Regions from separate parts of the Ovis aries genome. Here region 1 is linked to region 2. A link is a contact called in public Hi-C data. All regions are on one chromosome and are shown on one strand. The core of a region is the stretch at or near the end of the contact, and the rest is flanking DNA. Distances in the headings are between cores, read along the strand shown. Region 1 has its middle 33 kb from the start of PLAU. Region 2 has its middle 16 kb from the start of PLAU.

Region 1 (3,784 bases), core at 302-2,801, 48 kb before region 2:
CCAGTAGGTTCAAAGAAGCGATCGGAGGCCTGAATGTTACCATCTACCTCACAGGAATAAATGCTATGTGCCTAAGAAGGATTTTCATTAACTGCCTGGGTAAGGCTACTGCTTGCCCTCAAAACAAGGTCCTTTAGTAAAAGCTTCATCAGAGAACTCAGCTGTGGCCAGAGGCCTCTGGAGGACTTCCTGTTCTCTCTCTTTGAATCAAAGAGGTCATGACCCAACCCTGCTGCATAGAGGAGAATGGCTGCCCTTTTCAGAGAGGCCAGGCCCTTTGTGGTCACCATATGCAGCCAGGGCTCAGAAAAGGAGAAACTGAGTCAGGAATCCCCACTCAGCAACAGAGCATTTCTCTCCCTGGGCTCAGCCATCTTGCCTTCTTATCTAAACTTGCCTCCCATCCTCAGCACCGCTAACAGAACAGTCTGTTCCAACAAAGCATGGTATAAACAGCCTTGAAGTCTTTGGATCTTATCTTCTTAATATGAGCACCAATGTCCTCACACTGCCCACCAGAGCATCCCACCCAACTTCCCAACCAGGGTTCTGAGTGCCACTCCATTCTCGGTCGCCTTTCACCCCCAGCCCAGCAGAGGCCGCTAGAGTGATGCAGATGAAGCCAGAGTTGGCAGGAGCCATGAAAGGAGGGCCCAGGAGCTGGCAGAATATCCTGTCCGCTAGAAGCTGAATCCCAGCACACAGCTGGGAAGACTCCCTGAGCCTCCTGCCTGGGGCTCCCCTTATCCTTCTCAAAGGTGAAGAAGCACCAGACTGTTTCCATTTTGTTATTTTAAAATGTTTACTACTTCCATTTTTATGGATCCTGATATGTTTTTTAATTGCCAAAAAATAGTTACTAAATTGTAACCTATTTCAAATGTTTATACTTAGCAAATTAAAGCTTATGGCTCCCCCAGACACACACACACACACACACATACATACGAATATATGATGTAGCATGTGCTTAGCTGCTTAGTCATGTCCAACTCTTTGCGACCAGGCTCCTCTGTCGTGGGGATTCTCCAGGCAAGAATACTGGAGTGGGTTGCCATGCCCTCCTCCAGGGGATCTTCCCAACCCAGGGATCGAACCCAGGTCTTCCTCATTGCAGGTAGATTCTTTACTGTCTGAGCCACCAGGGAAGCCAGTGGTGCAATTGACAAACCATATGAAAATAATAATAGTTTACAGCACTCCTGGAGATAGTGAAGGACTGGGAAGCCTGGAGTGCTGTAGTTCATGGGGTCATAAAGAGTTGGACATGACTTAGCAACTGAACAACAATAAGAAGAAAGGTCCATTCATCAAAACTAAGAAATTAACATTTATACTAGTAACCTAAATTCAGACATTATTCAGGTTTTAAGAACTTTTTCTGGCCTAGGTGGTTGGTCTGGTAATGGGACAAGTTTGGGATGCGTGCTTTCTGCTAATCTCGGTGAATGAGGCTCCTCATTGGATATGCAACCCCACACATTTAAGGTCGGTATTTGAGACCCTTCATAAATGTGAGGCCCTAGCTAAATGGCCCTCTGATTCACTGTCTCCTCTCCACCTCCAACCACCATGGACCAAGCCATAGCGAAATATTACACCAAGTGCAGAGTAGATAAAAGAGGAAAGTGAGGAGGGTTCAAGAGTTACTGGTCTCCCTCCTCAAGCTCCCAACCTTCACCCTCAGTGGAGAAATGCTCTCAGTTGGCTGGAGGAACATAGCTGGCTAAGGAGGGGAAGGCTCCTCTGTATCGGCTGTCCCATTCCAAAGTCTCTACTCTGGTCCACTATTCCCTCCCCTTAGGCCCCAAAGCCTTTTCCTGTGTTTGTGTTGTTTTTGTCAGAGCAGGAAGTCTTCCTGGAAATCTTCCAGAAATCCAACATCCTCCTCCTTACCCAGGGGACATTGGCCTTAGGTGTGCAGCCTACTCCGCCCACCCCCACCTCAGCTCTGGGCTGGGATGATGATGCCAGAGCAAGGGGAAGCCTTCTTCCCAAGGACCCAGCATCAGCCCTGGGCCTGCCTTTCTCCCTCAGCAACACTCAGAACAATAACTCCTTACAGTAGAAAAGAACAATCAGGGAGAGAAAAAAAGCGAATTTTTTAAGGAAATGAGAAAAATGTGGACAGTGCTAAGAGGCAAACTCGAGCCTGTGTCTCACAGCGCTGCTCTTCCTCATGCTGGGTTTTCCACCCAGGGCTTGAAGGTTGAGCACCAGGACTATCTGCCCAGATCTGCTATGTCTGGTAGGAGCTTCGTCTTTTAATCTCTTTCTCCTTATTCAGTTATTAGAATCCCCATCTCATCCACTTGTCCCCAGAGATGATGAGACTAATGTGAGTGCCCAGTGAGACCGCAGTGTGTCCCCTCCCCTGGGAAGGTTGCAATATAGACCAATAGCTTGAGTGTCCTCCAGAGTCTGCGGATCCTGTTCCTGTGGGATGCCCCCGGAAAACGGGGATTCTGTGGTCAAATATGTTTGGAGTGGGGGGCTTCATATACAGGTTCACAATCTTTTATCCATAATGTTGAAGTCAAAAAAGTCCTGAAAAATAAATGGTTTTTCATAACTCAGGGACAGAACCTGACCTAAATTGATGTGTAACTTTTCAGATTCTTTATTTAACCTACTTAGTGTGAATATCCATATGTTTTGTTACAGAAATATGTGATTACAGGGCCTCTCCCACTCTGCTGGGGATGCTATGGGATAAATCATATATTCACACAAAAATTTGGAATTTCAAGTACATCTCATCCCAAGGGTTTGGGGTACTGGATTGTGAACTGTATAAATGCCCTTATTGGATCTTTATCCTGAACATAATATATCAAGGAGTCTGAGAAACCTTGTTTTAGACAAGAGACTAAGACTACAGAGCATTCCCTAAACTTATTTGGCTACAAACTCTTTTTTCCACTTAATATGAGTTAATACAGAATTTTTGTGTGGATGCTTTGATATACACAGGATGTTTAGAAGAACTTAACTCTCTACGAATGGACTCTCAGATGTAGGAAAAGGTGGATCTTCCTGAGCGCTCTTAGAACCTAGACCCTGGGGATGATTTTACCTCACTCAGCACTACAACTATGGGCAAGATGGAAAATTATAATGGGAAGACAGAGGCAAGGCTTTGATGATTCACATAGGCCTGGAACAGAGATAAGGCCTGCTGGAAAGCCCAGTAATTAACAGGACAGATACCTCTGTCAAAAGTCAAACCACAGAGTCAGACAAGAACCAGGAGGGAAACAGTTAAGAGTTCAGCTAAAGGTCAGAAGGGGCTTCCCAAGTGGTACTAGTGGTAAAGAACTCGCCTGCTAATGCAGGAGACGCAAGAGATGTGGGTTCAATCCCTGGGTTGGGAAGATCTCCTGGAGAAGGAAATGGCAACCCACTCCAGTATTCTTGCTTGGATAAACAGAGGAGCCTGGGTGCGCTACAGTCCATGGGGTTGCACAGAGTCAGACACAACTGAAGCGATTTAGCACACAAAGATCAGAAACCAAGAGATATGCAGGATCAGGAGACCAAGTACCCATCATGAAATATCCTGGAAACTAAGGCAATATTTTGTTTCATCCTCTGAGCTTTTACAAGCCTCCTATAAAGATCCACTTTATAGGAATGTGAAATTTACAGGTAGAAAGATGAGTGGGCTCCCAGCCAGTGTGTTAAGTCAGTGAGCAGGCAGCTAACCCATTTAATATCCTCTCTTGACCAAGGTGGATGGGATACTTGTAAGAGTATTAGATTCAGGCAATAAGGTTTGCAATAT
Region 2 (3,330 bases), core at 180-2,679:
GACCATAAATGAAGTAAAAACTTAGAGAACAGAGACACTGAAATTAGAGATTTCCTGGACCTGAACAAATCGTAAAGGATTAGTCATGTTAGGATTGGCAGAAGACAGGAAAAAAGAAGTTCTAAGCAAGATAGGAGCTTAGATAAACATTGTATATATTATGGAGAGTACACTTTGTATGTGTTTAACTCTGTGTGTGTATGTATGTGTATACACGTGTACATAAGCAGTGATCAGTCTTGCCCAATTAGGGAGCATTTACATCGGAGAGCAGTGAGAACCACGTACAGATAGGTAAGGTGAAGTCAGATTATAAAAACTCTTAAAAGCCAAATAGAAGTCTATACTTGATAACACAGACTCCAGGAAAGCACTGTAAGTTCTTGAACAAGGATGTGTATAAGATTTTTAGTAAAGCTGAAAATTCCCACTGGTCTCAATGAAAATAAATGAAGTTAAGAAAGTAACTTGCATTTTGTCTGGGGTTGGGCTGGAGGGAATGGGGAAATGATAAACCCCCAGTGTTGGGTGAAGAAGGGGAGTAAGAACTGAAATAAAAGGACACCAAGGGGAAGTGAGAATTCAAGGAGGAAACGGGACCCAGACTCTTGTATAGCTGTCATTGTTCCTATTCATTAGGGACTTTTGTTTTTCCAAACTTGCAGGGTCATATGTTTTACTTTATAAAGATCTTTAGAAGGTTCCTTTAAAGGGCTGAACCATGAAATCCATATTTGAAGGCCAGAACAATAGTTTCAATAATAGTTTCAACTGAGGGCAGAGAGTCCCACTGTCCAATCCCAGAGGCACCTGTCAAGTACAAAGGCCGTGTCTCCAAGCATGAGCCGAGAGCTTCCTCTTAAGGAAGCAGTTGACTGCCGTGCTGAGAGCTGTGGTTTCAGAGTCAGAGAATGGAGTTCCATTCCCATCTCAGGTTCTGAATCCGCCTTTGAACCTGGGTGACTCACTTCCCTCCACGGGCCTCTGTTTCCTATTTTGTGAAAGCAGAAGGATGTCCTTTCCACCTGCTTCCATGGAAGAAAGAAGTGGCTGAAAGAAAAAGAATTTAAGTGAAGGGGTAAGGTCTGGGCTGAAGCAAAGCCTGAGATCAGGGGGCCAGGTTTGACACACCCATGCCCTTGACATCAGAAGTCTATGGAGAGGATGTAAGCATTAAACAATATAAACAAATGTTGCCCCAGAGAGTTTGGGTTCTGGGAATACGAACAGGGAATCATGACCAAAATTCCAGGTCTCCAAGTTCCCCTCAAGGAGTCATGAGGCTCGTGAGGAGGTGAATCACCACACCCAGTATCTATCTTGAAGCCCTAAAGCACCAAATATGAGCCTTAGCAAAGGAAGGGGCTCAGGGAAGTCCTGATTTAGCTAGCCCCCAGGGTGTAGCTAGAATGTAAGTCATTCCCTTAGGTCCTGGTAAGACCAGTAAACAGTTTTGCTTGAGGCAGCTGGATGGTGTTCTAGCGCTGAGGTCAGTGGCAGGTCAAAGTCATAAAGTCGGTCGCGTGGAGCCAGCGCAGTCGTCTCTGGTCTGGAAGCTAACATGGAAAAAGCAGCTCAGAAGATTGTAGGGCTTAAAGAAATCTGATTTGTATTCTTCCCAAAGTCTGTCCTACTTCTGGGTCCAACTCTCCGTAAGCAAAAGACAGAGACAAGGGTAGTGTCTTGTCAGAGCCCGGAAGAGAGGCCAGAGGGCATGGAAAGAAAGAAGTGTGTTGGCTGGAAAGACCATTCTCAGAGCCAGGGAGCCTCGTGGGAGCCCCAGGGAGCAAAGCAGACCTTGGGAATCTGGAACACTTGGACTTGTGGAGTGCTGTGGTCCAAAGGGATCTCACATACCACTTCACATCCATTAGGATGGTTTTTATCAAAATAGTGGAAAACGACAAGTGTTGGTGAGGATGTGGAAAAAATTAGGACCTTTGTGCATTGCTGGTAGGAAAGTAAAATGATGCAGACACTGTGGAAAACAGTTTGGCAAGTCCTCAAAAAATTAAATATAGAATTAACATATGATCGAGCAATTCTACTCCTAGGTATATACCCAAAAGAATTGAAAGCAAGGACTGAAACAGAATACTTGCTGAGCCACGTTCATGGACTTCCCTGGTGGCTTAGATGGTAAAGAATCCACCTGCAATGTAGGAGACCCAGGCTGGATCCCTGGGTGCGGAAGATCCCCTGGAGAAGGAAATGGCAACCCATTCCAGTATTCTTACCTGGAAAATCCCATAGACACAGGAGCCTGGTGGGCTACAGTCCATGGACTCACATAGAGTCAGACATGACTGAGCGACTGAGCATAGTTCATAGTTCATGTTCATGGTGGTATTATTCACGGTAGTCAAAAGATGAAGCAACCCAACTGTGCATTGACATTGAAGGAATAAACCAAAGGTGGCATAGGCATGCAATGGAATATTTTTTAGCCTTAAAAATGAATGAAATTCTGACACATGGGATGATATGCATGAACTTTGACAACATTCTTTAGTGAGATAAGCAAGACACAAAAGGCTATATATTGTATGACTCCACTTCTAAGAAGTATATAGAATAGGCAAATTCATACAGACAGAAAAAACAGAGGTTAGCAGGTGTTTGGAGGAAATATTGTTTAATGGATACAGAGTTTCTGTTTCAAATGATGGGAAAAGTTCTGGAAATGAACAGTTGGTTTCACAACAAACTGAATGTATTTAGTACCACTGAGATGTAAAAAGTGGTGAAAAATGGAAAACTTTACATTATGTGTATTTTACAAAAAAATAATTGCAAAAAAGGGGGACCTTAGGACTCAGGGATCGACAAGGCACTGAGAATAAGACACAGAGAAACAGAACATGAAAAAGTGGCAACACAGATGTTCAGAGTCTTGAGCTGAGATGGGCGAGGGAACTGGGACAGAGACAAAGCAATCTGTCCATGAGGAGAAAGTGTGGGAGTCAGAGATGAAATGCAGAGAAGGTGGCTGAAATGGAGCCCTATTAGGGGGTAGAGCTGACTATGGAGAAAGAAACAGGGATTGGCTGGTCTGGTTTTTAAAATGAGTCTTAAGTCTGGGTGCTTCTTTGGCATATGAGTTTCCACGTTTAACCGCCACAGGGCTTGTGGTGGATGCTTCTGGGACCTTCATCCACTAGGCAGTGGTCAGCTGGCTGTGGCCCACTGAGGCTTCCTGTCTCCTTGTAGAGCCGACAGACACCACAGTGAGTCAGTCCTACCAAGGCTTGATTCATTTTTGACACAGTTTTGGTAATCAAACACAACACTCTGGAATTGGCAATGCAGCCCAGAAGGTGGGAACATGGT

The links. Hi-C and Micro-C count contacts between places; a contact is called where the count stands out from the background.
Region 1: a contact with region 2 is called in a Hi-C map of blood, with 2.6 times the contacts expected there. The contact joins two enhancer-like sites. A contact is called at or near these places in 13 of 16 Hi-C or Micro-C datasets (blood, hypothalamus, liver and 7 more).

The regions. Positions count from the first base shown.
Region 1 is chr25:29,044,043-29,047,826 of ARS-UI_Ramb_v3.0, reverse strand. No RefSeq gene overlaps it. Among named protein-coding and RNA genes, the nearest start is that of PLAU, 33 kb to the right of the region's middle. Within about 2 kb of position 1,551, at least 12 of the 54 cell types and tissues checked have an H3K27ac peak or open chromatin away from gene starts, as enhancers often do.
Region 2 is chr25:28,995,885-28,999,214 of ARS-UI_Ramb_v3.0, reverse strand. No RefSeq gene overlaps it. Among named protein-coding and RNA genes, the nearest start is that of PLAU, 16 kb to the left of the region's middle. Within about 2 kb of position 1,429, at least 8 of the 54 cell types and tissues checked have an H3K27ac peak or open chromatin away from gene starts, as enhancers often do.